Linked DNA regions of Sus scrofa: regions 2, 3 and 4 are each linked to region 1. A link is a contact called in public Hi-C and HiChIP or PLAC-seq data. All regions are on one chromosome and are shown on one strand. The core of a region is the stretch at or near the end of the contact, and the rest is flanking DNA. Distances in the headings are between cores, read along the strand shown.

What was found. Hi-C and Micro-C count contacts between places; a contact is called where the count stands out from the background. HiChIP or PLAC-seq counts read pairs in DNA pulled down with a chosen protein or histone mark.
Region 2: a Hi-C map of subcutaneous adipose tissue shows a contact between it and region 1, with 1.6 times the contacts expected there. The contact joins the promoter of KIAA1551 here to the promoter of DNM1L in region 1. A contact is called at or near these places in 1 of 5 promoter capture datasets (liver), 1 of 47 Hi-C or Micro-C datasets (subcutaneous adipose tissue) and 1 of 2 datasets of contacts at active chromatin or transcription factors (alveolar macrophages).
Region 3: a contact with region 1 is called in an H3K27ac HiChIP or PLAC-seq map of alveolar macrophages. The contact joins the promoter of AMN1 here to the promoter of DNM1L in region 1. A contact is called at or near these places in 1 of 5 promoter capture datasets (liver), 2 of 47 Hi-C or Micro-C datasets (heart right ventricle and liver) and 1 of 2 datasets of contacts at active chromatin or transcription factors (alveolar macrophages).
Region 4: a Hi-C map of subcutaneous adipose tissue shows a contact between it and region 1, with 1.6 times the contacts expected there. The contact joins the promoter of ETFBKMT here to the promoter of DNM1L in region 1. A contact is called at or near these places in 1 of 5 promoter capture datasets (liver) and 4 of 47 Hi-C or Micro-C datasets (embryonic fibroblasts, omental adipose tissue, retroperitoneal adipose tissue and 1 more).

Annotation. Positions count from the first base shown.
Region 1 is chr5:41,634,761-41,637,982 of Sscrofa11.1, reverse strand. It overlaps DNM1L (dynamin-1-like protein), which reads left to right and starts at 1,925. Exons shown (of 19, transcript XM_021092060.1): 1 at 1,925-2,176. The coding sequence starts at 2,075.
Region 2 is chr5:42,298,233-42,301,130 of Sscrofa11.1, reverse strand. It overlaps KIAA1551 (KIAA1551 ortholog), which reads left to right and starts at 1,639. Exons shown (of 6, transcript NM_001243821.1): 1 at 1,639-1,674. LOC100511509 (a long non-coding RNA gene) reads right to left here and starts at 1,502. Exons shown (of 3, transcript XR_001308761.2): 1 at 1,101-1,502.
Region 3 is chr5:42,516,966-42,519,816 of Sscrofa11.1, reverse strand. It overlaps AMN1 (protein AMN1 homolog), which reads right to left and starts at 1,251. Exons shown (of 7, transcript XM_021092088.1): 1 at 1,080-1,251.
Region 4 is chr5:42,574,623-42,577,405 of Sscrofa11.1, reverse strand. It overlaps ETFBKMT (electron transfer flavoprotein beta subunit lysine methyltransferase), which reads left to right and starts at 1,423. Exons shown (of 4, transcript XM_021092089.1): 1 at 1,423-1,576. LOC110260715 (a long non-coding RNA gene) reads right to left here and starts at 1,356. Exons shown (of 3, transcript XR_002344057.1): 1 at 1,228-1,356.

The DNA of each region.
Region 1 (3,222 bases), core at 676-3,175:
CCAGGGCACCCTGCCCCTGTGAAGCAGTTACTGGTTATGCATTTTAAGCTTCACTGTGAGCCTACCCTCTCCATTCGTCTGCCTTTTCTTCTTTGACTTCTCAGAGAAAAAGAAGGGAACAAAAGCTCCATCAACAGAGGACTGAGAAACAAAGTGGGTAACATCTGGCTGTTATATAATATTATCTTTGGTAGAAAATAAAAGGACTTGGAATATATCTCTTTGGTCTGCTTTCTATTTTTGGAGTTCTGAAATTTTTGTCTCATTATGTCTCTGAAAATAAAAAAAGAATTAGGGGAGTTCCTGTAGTGGTGCAGCAAAAATGAATCCAACTAGTAACCATGAGGTTGCAGATTCAACCCATGGCCTCCCTCAGTGGGTTAAGGATCTGGCACTGCCCTGAGCTGTGGTGTAGGTCGCAGACACAGCTTGGATCTGGCGTTGCCATGGCTGTGCCGTAGGCTGTTGGCTACAGCTCTGATTAGACCCCTAGCCTGAGAACATCCATATGCTGCGGGTGTGGCTCTAAAAAGCAAAAACAACAACAAAAAAAGAATTAGAAGAAATGTTCCTGAGACTTGATGCCAGAAACACCACTAGTGGACCTTTAGGTCTTCGCTTAGATGATATTTAATTCATTTGTTCAAAGTATTTATTAAGTACCATGTGTCCTGCTGAACAAATCAAGCATGCCCTTCCCCGGGGCTACCGTGTATGGCTGTGCAGGTTAGGGGTACCTAAAGTTCTATTAACCACTGAAGCACAACTTCCACTACTGGAGGTGGTCCTTGCTCTAAAGGAGATTATATCTAGTGACTTTTAGGAAGTCTTGCATGAACTTTCACTTCCCCTTCGGGCTAGAAAAAGTATTTCATAATACCCAGTTAAAGCACTTAACCTATTTGTCTATAATGGCATCACCCTCTATTAGACTGTAAACTAAGAGGGTACTACGATTGGGAATATCCTGTTTGTCACCTTCCAGGGGCTACGGATGTATCAGTGAATTAAACAGTCAAAAGTCCTTGGTCTTTAGGAGCTAATAATCTAGAGGAGAGAGATAGTAAACAAGGTCAGTATGTAGCATATGTAGCATGTTAGATGGGGATACATGCTATGTAGAAAAATGAAGTGGGCAAGTAGTCTTTCTCCTCACCTACCTTGGGTCTTTGCTCCGATGTCACCTTTTTTTTTTTTTTTTTGAGAGAGGAAACTTCAAAGGTTTACAATAAATGAGAGATACCTGTTTTACAAGAAAAACATTTAGGAATAGAACAGAAGACACTTAGCAAACAGCCAGTAAGGCAGGTATCAGATCTCCACTTTGCTAAGAATCAGGCCACAGTGAATAAAGATTTATACAGAATATAGAGAATGAGAGCTCAGCCCTTCCCCTCTAAAACTCTGACACTTTCAGATTCTTTCTGAATACATTTCAACAAATATCCTGGAGAATCCTTGTGTTCCAACCTGGTCTGGGGTATCTGAGGCTAAGAGCTATTCTTTAAGCCTTTCAAATCCTCCCTCCCCCCAACACACACACACACACACACACACACACACACACACACACACACACACACACACACACACACGAAAAAGCATCCTTATTAGGAAAAGACGTGCTGGATAAACAAGAGACTCAGCTATACTTAGTACGTATTCGTGCCCGGAATTTTCACACCCATTTTGCTCCGAGGACAGGCATAAATATATCTCTTCCTGCCGACTCTCTGAGCCTAGCTCCCTAATCTTTTGACAGAAGTCAGCCAAGCATCCTGGCCCCAAGGGCCCTTCTCTCCCAGCTCAAGTCCCTCCAGCTTCGCGCAGCGTTCTGGAAGTTGTAGGCTCCAGCAGTCCTCCGTGATAGAACTACAACTCCCGGCAGCCTTTGTTTCTCTGCACCGCCCCCTTGGCGCATTGTCTGTCGGGAGGGGGCAGGTAGCTGGCGGGCGGGGTCCAATGGGTGCCGGCTCCGGAGGAGAGGGCGGAGGAGAGGAGGAAGGAGGACTCTGGGCCCCGGCCCCATTCATTGCCGCGGCCGGCCGGGCGGGGGTCCCGTGTTTTCCGAGTCATGGAGGCACTAATTCCTGTTATCAACAAGCTGCAGGACGTCTTCAACACTGTGGGCGCTGACATCATCCAGTTGCCTCAGATCGTAGTGGTGGGAACGCAGGTGAGGGACGAAGGCGGCCTCTGCCCAGGCCAGAACCTGGGGTACGGGCCTGGACGGGGCTGCGGCAGCGCTGGCTCCCAGGCTGGCCTTCGCGGCCTGTGCCGCCGCGCCTGGGCACCCGGGGCTGCAGTGCCCCAGGGCTTGGAGTCCAGGGCCTGGCCGGGAGGCGAGGGGCGGAGCCGGCGCGGCGGGTCCCGCGGGTCTCGGGGGCGGGATGGGGGAGGGACGGACCTGCAGGCGGAACTGGAGTCAGCGGGGACCGGGCGCGGCTTCGCCCGCGGGCCGCTGCTTCCAAGGGCACCTGGGGGACGCGCGGGGCACGCGAGGCCACATTGTGCACGCGGGACCTGGCAGTCCCTTGTGGTTTGGTTTCAGGGCGTTGGGGTATTTCCCTCCCTCAGGGGCTGTGGAGTCAGTTTTGGAACCGCGGGGCCCGGACCGAGAAGGCCGTTTGTGTGGCACCTGAGTGTTTTCTTGCAGTGTAATTCAGGTTTCCAGAAGCAGTTAAAAACAAACAAACAGAAAGACCCAAACCAACTTGTACTTGGAGTTTGTGGGTATTAGGAAGGGTTATCCCGTTTTTCTGCGTAGGCTGTGTGGTTTTTGTCTTCCATCTAAATTGAGCATCAAGGTTCTCTGGTCTTTTGATGTTGTTTTTCTTATAGATAGCACATTTTTACATGCAGAAATGTTGAGGAAATAAATGCTATTTCTAGAATGCCAGAGAAGTGTATGTTTCATTTTCTCTGCCTCCTGCTTTTCTTGGTTGAAGAGAAATCAACTATAGGCCGTTTTTATTGGGGAAACGCATTTTAAGAGCTTACTGTATTAAGTGCTTTCATTTTTTAATGATTTTTCTATTGGGAAGGGGACAGTTTCCTCTCTTTCTAGGAGGTGCATCGCTACATCTTGCTACAATTTAAAAATATACAGTATACATATTTTGAGAGGAAATTTAATGTTCAAAATATAATGGGGTATGTCCAGACACTGGAAACCTTGGAAACCATAGCCATCCTTTGTAAGGTGGCTGTGTGTGGGGGGTT
Region 2 (2,898 bases), core at 390-2,889, 660 kb before region 1:
TAAGATGATGTGAGATACATACATATATAATAGAATACTACTCAGCTGTAAAAAAGAACAAAATAATGCCATTTGCAACAGTGTGGATGGAACTAGAGACTCTCATACTTAGTAAAGTCAGAAAGAGAAAGACAAAAACCATTTGATATCACTTACATCTGGAATCTAGTATACAGCACAAAGGAACCTTTCCACAGAAAAGAAACTCATGACTTGGAGAACAGACTTATGGTTGCCAAGTGGGAGGGAGTGGGATGGACTGGGAATCTGGTGTTAATAGATGCAAACTATTGCATTTGGAATGGATAAACAAGGAGATCCTGCTGTATAGCCCTGGAAACTACATCTAGTCAGTTGTGATAGAGCATGATGGAGGATAACGTGAGAAAAAGAATGTATATACACACACACACACACACATATATATATATGTCTGACTGGGTGACTTTCTGTACAGTAGAAAATTGACAGAACACTTGTAAACCAACTATAATGGAAAAAAAATCATTAAAATAAATAAGTAAATTTATCAACAACAACAACAACAAAAGAAAATCAGAGGATGGTAACTCTTCCTCCCCTTCCCAGTGTCTGTGCTGGGAGCTGTCTGCCTTCCTGTAATGAAGACTTTTGTTTGCCTGTGTGTTCTCCAAGTTCATTCTTTGACTTCATGAATGAGAACCTGGATTCTAGTATCAGTAGTCTATTCTTCTTCTTTTTTTTTTTTTTTTTTGGTATTTTTGCCTTTTCTAGGGCCGCACCTGTGGCATATGGAGGTTCCAAGACTCCGGGTCTAATTGGAGCTGTAGCTGCCAGCCTACGCCAGAGCCACTGCAACTCGGGATCAGAGCCGTGTCTGCAGCCTACACCACAGCTCACAGCAACGCGCGATCCTTAACCCACTGAGCAAGGCCAGGGATTGAACCCAACCTTATGGTTCCTAGAGGATTCCTTAACCACTGAGCCACGACGGGAACTCCAGTGCTCTATTTCTTGAATGAGATCCAAGGGTACATCTTTTCCTGTTTGGACTTATAATTGACAATTTTTCCTATAATTTCCTATAATTTTTTCTATAATTAACATGGAGAGATACTTACTGCATGAGAGCTCCCTCTTCTGGCCTCCCAACTTCATTTTGGTGAGGTTTCCCTTCATTTTCACAACTTTCTCCTATCAAAATCCTCCTAGAAAAAGAGCCTATTACCTTTTTTTCAGAAGGGTCCTTTGCATTAATGGATGATCTCCCTTGTTAGAAACATACATTTTCAGCGCGGAGTTAGAATTACTGAATTGGCAGTTTTGCTGGTGATGCTCTTCAGTACCCTTTTAACAAGTCCTTCGCGAGATTCTAATGCAAGCTAAAGGCGGAGGGCCACTGCTGGAGAAGTTTTCTTCGTCAGATAACGTGAACATGTTTTGCAAGCTCGGGAGATGACTGGTGAGCCGGGATGGCCCGGACTCTACTTCATCTGAGTGGCACTAGGACCACAGCGCTGCGCGGGGGACCGGGTCTCTCAGCTGCCTTTGCGCACAGGGCGGAGTCCAGCTGTTCCGGGAGCCCGGCCTCCAGCTCGACACGCCCCTGGAGGCGGACCCGAGTTGACTTAAACTCCAGGGCCGCTCCGCAGACGCGTCCTCCCAGCTCGCTCTGGCTGGTTTATGCGCCCATCGGTAAGTGAGAGACCTGGTTCCCGGCCGCCACTCGTTCCTATTCTCTGGTCCTCGGCCGGGCGCGGGGCTCCGGGGGCCGAAGTGCCCAGGGGCGGGGGCTGGGCGCGCGGCGGGGAGCGCTTTTGTTCTGCGGCGGGGACTGGGTAGCAGTCGGGGCTGGTGGTGGCGGGGGAGACTTGGGCCTCGGCCCGCGGCTCGCGCGCCCCTCTGGCCACCGCCCAGAGCTCGGCTGGCCCGCCGGCCGCGGCCCGCTGCCCTCCCGCGGCGCGGGCGGCCTCGGAGCAGTAGAGGACGCCGAGCGCGACCGGGAGGGCGGCGCCTCGCCGGGTGTTTTCTGTGGATCACCTTACTCCTCATGGTAGAGGTAGCGGGTGGCGACCGCGAGGACGCATTTTCTTAAACTCCAAGATGATTGGTCAGGCTGGTGGATGTGAGAGTAGCTGATGTTTTTAATTGTTTCCTGTCTCCGGCTTGGAAAGAAATTTTTTGTTTTGTATGTGTTTCTCGAATGATCCTTTACTCCCCGCCCCCCATTATCCTGAACCTCCTAAAACTGAATTGCTCAGGTTACGTCTCCAAGTGGCCCGCGAACGCGATTATGCCGGGGATGCTTTCTGCTCCTGAGGAAGTTAGTTCCTCGAGGCATTTTTAAATGCATAAATGCGCACGGATTTTAAATGTTCTCCAGGGACTGGAATTGCCGAAGCAGATGTCCTTAGGGACCCGAGTTCAGCAGCAGGCTTTCAGGGAATCGTTTCAGTGAAAACAATTTATTTGTAATACTCTAAGTGCCTACTTTCGAAATAAAGAAACTTGCAGGTGATGTGAATGAGCCTGCGTGCATTTTAATAGGCGGGTCGCAGGGCTTGTTTGCGGATTTTCCCTGATTCACCTGTTCATTGTAAATCAATTGAAGTTTTATTGGATGTGAACATTTATGAATTAGTTACTTTTTGTTTTTGGGTTTTTTTCCCAGTGCGGCCGGATTCTCATTTACTAATCCAATGAAGAAAAGTGTTTTAGAATAAATAATAGGATAATAATGGGCCAGGAGGAGCGCACATAAATTCTCACTTAAAAAGTGAAGGTATTTTAGGGCAGACCTGGTTTCTTTGTTACTTTACCCTTTTAGAAAAAAAATCAGTAAACTTAGTGTGCTTTTGGTACAGCTTTAAGGAACACAGTTTTGCACAGTACTGTCCCATCGCTAATAAAAATACACGG
Region 3 (2,851 bases), core at 2-2,501, 880 kb before region 1:
GTGATTACGAAACTATCAGTAACAGCAGTTACCTGACCGTTCACCTCCATGACTACATCAAATGAGGTAGTGAGAGTAACACTATATTGGTTTACAGTATCAGCTTGCTAAGACAATGACCAGAAGTCGGGGATTTATTAAATAAAATAAAATGGAGACCAGGCTTGAAAATTCCCCAAACTGACCAAGCCAGTTAGGCCATGTAATCAAAACTGAACCTAGATTATTTCATGAACGTAAGTGAAATTTAGGTTATTTCTTATAAATGCCTCTGATAATCAACTTAAATAGTCTTCTTAAAATATCTGCATAAAATAAGCACTTTTAACCAATCCCCTGCCATCTGTAAACTCCCACTGCAATGACCATTGCAAAGGTTAAACAACCTTAACGTGCTCACCTCATAAATCACTGGGTAACTACATGTCTCTGTGCTTCTGGTTTCTCCGCCAATAAAATATATCAAGGAAAGCTCTCTTAATTTTAATACTAGGCAGCCTTCTAAACTTTTAATATGTTAAATTTAATCCTCACTACAATGTCATGAGATAGGTATACTAATATTGTAGGTCAAGAACTTGGGCACAGAGAGATGAAATTACTTTCCATGGTTACACAGCTGGTGAACAGCAGAGCCAGGAACTGAACCCAGCAAGCGCAATCGAGAATTTGAGCGCTACAAAAAGGGAATCAATATTTATCCCCATTATAGTAACTGGGTGGAACTTTGCTGAAGGCTTCTGAGTACCCCATCTAATGTTTTGTTTTATCAAGGCTTTCAGCTCCCATCAGACAGGCCACTGCCAGGAACTCCCTGAGTGTGGAGCTGTCAAAGCTGAGTTCGGACACCTATAAAGGACAGACAGGCAAGCTCGCTAGGCAACCCTTTTGGCCTGACCTTCCTCAGTGAGGAGAGCACAAGTCTGGGATCCAGGAGTGGAAACACCTGCGGGGCCTTCTCAGCGGTCAGAGGCGGGAAGGGGGCGGGGAAGGAGAGCCGCGCGGGGCGGCGGGTGGTGCCGCGGCGGGGCGAAGGGAGGCGGGCCGGGGCCAACTCACAGGTCCAGGAGCTGACTGACCCGCTCCGGGGAGGGCATCGTAGCGGCCCTCGGGAACCTCTTCCACGGTTCCGGGGCCGCCGAAATCCAGCCAGAGACAGTCTGTCAACTCCCGCCCCCCGCGTGATGCGTGGCGGCCCCGCCTCTTCCGGTAGCGCGGCGCGGGCGCGCTCGCGCTGCAGGGGCAAAGCCGAGCCCCGCCCAAGGGGCGGAGCCTTGCGCGCGGCGCCCAAGGGGCGGAGCCTTGCGCGCGGCGCCCAAGGGGCGGAGCCTTGCGCGCGGCGCCCAAGGGGCGGAGCCTTGCGCGCGGCGCCCAAGGGGCGGAGCCTTGCGCGCGGCGCCCAAGGGGCGGAGCCTTGCGCGCGGCGCCCAAGGGGCGGAGCCTTGCGCGCGGCGCCCAAGGGGCGGAGCCTTGCGCGCGGCGCCCAAGGGGCGGAGCCTTGCGCGCGGCGCCCAAGGGGCGGAGCCTTGCGCGCGGCGCCCAAGGGGCGGAGCCTTGCGCGCGGCGCCCAAGGGGCGGAGCCTTGCGCGCGGCGCCCAAGGGGCGGAGCCTTGCGCGCGGCGCCCAAGGGGCGGAGCCTTGCGCGCGGCGCCCAAGGGGCGGAGCCTTGCGCGCGGCGCCCAAGGGGCGGAGCCTTGCGCGCGGCGCCCAAGGGGCGGAGCCTTGCGCGCGGCGCCCAAGGGGCGGAGCCTTGCGCGCGGCGCCCAAGGGGCGGAGCCTTGCGCGCGGCGCCCAAGGGGCGGAGCCTTGCGCGCGGCGCCCAAGGGGCGGAGCCTTGCGCGCGGCGCCCAAGGGGCGGAGCCTTGCGCGCGGCGCCCAAGGGGCGGAGCCTTGCGCGCGGCGCCCTAGCGGAGGCCGTATAAAATCGAGGGGAACCTAACCCTTCGGTAAGCGCTGTGGCGGTTATTGTTCTGTTGACGGTGTCCCCAACTCTGGTGGGTTCCAGAGTGGGCCAGGAGGGCGCGCAGCCTAGCCCAGTATCCTCCGAGCCGCGCGAGGTCACTGCTTTTACGTCCGATGCTGGGCCGTGCCTTTGGCGGGGTATGTCGGTGACCGCTGGGATACAGACTCCGTGACCGTCAGAGAGGTTTAGAGGATCTGAGAGTGACTGCCATTTACCTAGCACTTTCTCTAAAGCGCATACTGAGCTACGTGTTTTCCATAATTAACCACATTCATTTAATCCTGTAAAGTCGGAATTTTTTAGCATTTTTTTTACAGATGAGTGGCACTACATATGTACAAAATGCTCAGTAAGAATTTCATCCTGGCGGGGGTAGAAGAAGAGTTTGTGTTCCAATCAGAAAGGACTCCAAAGAAGGAGCCCTCTGGAAGTTCTCAGGTGGTCCAGTGATTAGGATTGGTTGTTCTCATGCTGTTACCTGGGTTCAATTCCTGGTTGGGGAATTGAGATGCTGCTTCAAGCCTGCCTAGTACGGCCAAGGCGGGGTGAGGAAGAGGCCCTCTTTCCCAGGTGGAGTTCTCTCTCCTTGGTTGAGCTGCAGAGTACTTGCTGCTTTTTGGTGCTTTTTCGTCTCTCTTCCCTTTGTAAACTTTTGATTGAAAGTTGCAACCCAATCTTTCTCATCTCTTCAGGATGCTGCTCATTCAGTCAGCACACACCAGGGTAGGGTGTGTGCTGAAAAAGGGTAGGGGTTATGCTCAGTGCTGAGGGTTCAATGGTGAACACTTGAACCAGACAAGTAAAAGAACAATCAGAATAACTAAAATGTGCTAAAATGGAGTTACTTCTCTGGGGAACACTCACATGAGGGTGGGGGAGGAGGTTACA
Region 4 (2,783 bases), core at 174-2,673, 940 kb before region 1:
ATTTTAAGAATGTAAAGCCTTTTTCTGGACTATGGAATGAAAGTTTCAGAGACAACAATTTAAGCTGCACTACAGAGAATGGGCTAGAGGAAAGCAGGATTGCAGAGACCAGTTATGGGAATTCAGGCAAGCAATCATAAAGTGAAACTAAGGCAATAGCAAGAGAGATGGAAAGAAGCAGATCAATTTAAAAACTATCAGTGGGATAGAATACAGAAGCTAGTTAAAAACAACACTTCTCTCTTTTTTTTAACAGCCATACCTGCAGCATATGGAAGTTCCCAGCCAGGAGTAAATTGAAGCTGCAGCTGCATCCCTGTGCCCCACACTGTAACACCCCACCTCAGCGATGTATGCTACCTACACTGCAGCTTGTAACAACGCAGGATCCTTAACCTACTGAGCCAGCCATGGAACCTCCATCCTCATGGATACTACTCTGGTTCTTAACCTGCTGAGCCACAATGGAAACTCAAAAAACAACATTTCTTAGGCAAACTAATCTTTAATGTCTGTTAAGAATTATTAACAGGGAGTTCCCATCGTGGTGCAGTGGAAACAAATCCCACTAGGAACCATGGTTTGATCCCTGGCCTCGCTCAGTGGGTTAAGGATCTGGCGCTTCGGTGAGCTGTGATGTAGGTCCTAGAAGCTGCTCAGATCCTGTGTTGCTGTGACTCTGGTGTAGGCCGGAGCTGTAGCTCTCACTGGACTCCTAGCCTGGGAACCTCCAAATGCCAAGGGTGCAGCCCTAAAAAGCAAAAAAATAAAAAATAAAGAATTATTAACAGCAAGAGAATCAGAGAGTACTATCGAAATAAACTGTAATTAAGAAAATTAAAAAGATTGTGCATGCATGAAATTATAACAGGGAGGACATTATGATTTAATCACAGTTGAGCATAAGCGTCATTATTATTATTATTATTGTCTTTTTGCGTTTTCTTGAGGCGCTCCCGCGGCATATGGAGGTTCCCAGGCTAGGGGTCTAATCAGAGCTGCAGCCACTGGCCTAAGCCACAGCCACAGCAACGCAGGATCTGAGCCGCATCTGCCACCCACACTACAGCTCACGGCAACACCAGATCCTTAACCCACTGAGCAAGGCCAGGGATCGAACCCTCAATCTCATGGTTCCTAGTTGGATTGGTTAACCACTGAGCCACGACGGGAACTCCAAAAGTAAGCGTCATTATTAAAGGTTTATTAAAGGTCTATTTTGCTCACCATTCTATGCCCAGTGTTTAGGAGTGTGACTGGCATGAAGCAGATGCTCCAGGGCTTCAAAGTGGATCTTCAAGAAATCAGTATTTGTAGCTCCCCTATTTCCCAAGGGAGGTCTGAAAGCCCGGTGGTTTCGAACTTCCTGTCCCTTTAAGAAGGGCAGGCGAAAGGAGAAAAGGCGCTGCCGGGAAGGAGGGCGGAGCCTGGGCTGGGCTGGGCTGGGCTGGGCGCCGGCTTGGCTGAGGAAGCTGGACCCCGCTTGCAGTCATAAAGAAGGTGCAAAAAGACGGGCAGAGGAGAGTGACAGACGTGCCCAGTGCTTAGCTTCCTGAGGCGGTGTTAGCACAGCCGGGTAAGGAGAGGAGAACTGTGCCTGCCCCTTTAAGGTTGACTCTCTCCTTGGAGGGAAATCACGTGCTAATACTTTTGGACCCGTCTTTTTAACCCGTCTTCTTTCCTTAGCAATCATTCCACGTACCAAGTGTCCAGCACATAATCACATATTCATAAGGGGTGCTGTTTCATTGGTGCTGGCTTGGGAGGGAGCGACATCGGTCTGGATGAAATGGTGTCCACAATCTCCTATTTGATTTCTTTTTAAACCTTGGACTTTTGGGATTCAAGGGCTGACCCGGTCGGTCCTCACAGGATTAGTCCAATGAGGTCAGCCTAGACCCTGGGATTCCAAAAGCATAAACGTGGGCTAATTTTATTAATACCCACTGGAGGTCCATCCTGAGTTCACAAACTGGTCTGAGAGGCATTGTGGCCCGCCTGTGTCTTGATATTTTAATTAGTTGCCAGTTTATGTGCCAGTTTAAGTGAGAGTTTATGTGTAAATATCTGGATTATCTTGAGCGATTGGGAGATCAGCCCAGGAGTCCCTGGCTGGCAGCAGTTTGCGGCCCTTTTGGACTGTTTTGAAACAGTTTACAGTTTGCCACAGCCCCTCTGTTATCTAACAACAGCCTGGATCATACATCTATCACCAGCCCAGCCCTGGTAGGCATTTAAGCTTGGGGCCCCTACTCTAAATACTTGGGTGGATATAAGACTTTAAAATATTTACGCAGATTAGATCAGAGGTCTCAAACAACTGGGTGTATAATTTCTGTTTAAACTGCTCTTTCATTCCTGCTTATTCTTATCAAGGTGTCTTTTTATATTAAGTCCAGTTTTGGTAAAGATGACTCATCAGAGGTATTTACAGAAAGAGGTTTGGGAGCTGATATTCTTTTATTACAATTAAATCTAAAGGTTTTTTTTTTTTTTTTTTTTTTTTTTGCTTTTTAGAGCCACACCTAAGGCATGTGGAAGTTCCCAGGCTAGGGGTCAAATTGGAGCTTCAGTTGCCAGCCTATACCACAGCCACAGCAACTCAGGACCCGAGCCTCACCTGTGACCTACACCACAGCTCAGGGCAACGCTGGATCCTTAACCCACTGAGTGAGGCCAGGGAGCAAGCCTGCATGCTCATGGATCCTAGTCGGGTTCATTAACCATTGAGCCACGAAGCGAACTCCTCTATAGTTGTTTTTTTTTTTTTTTTTAATATTTTT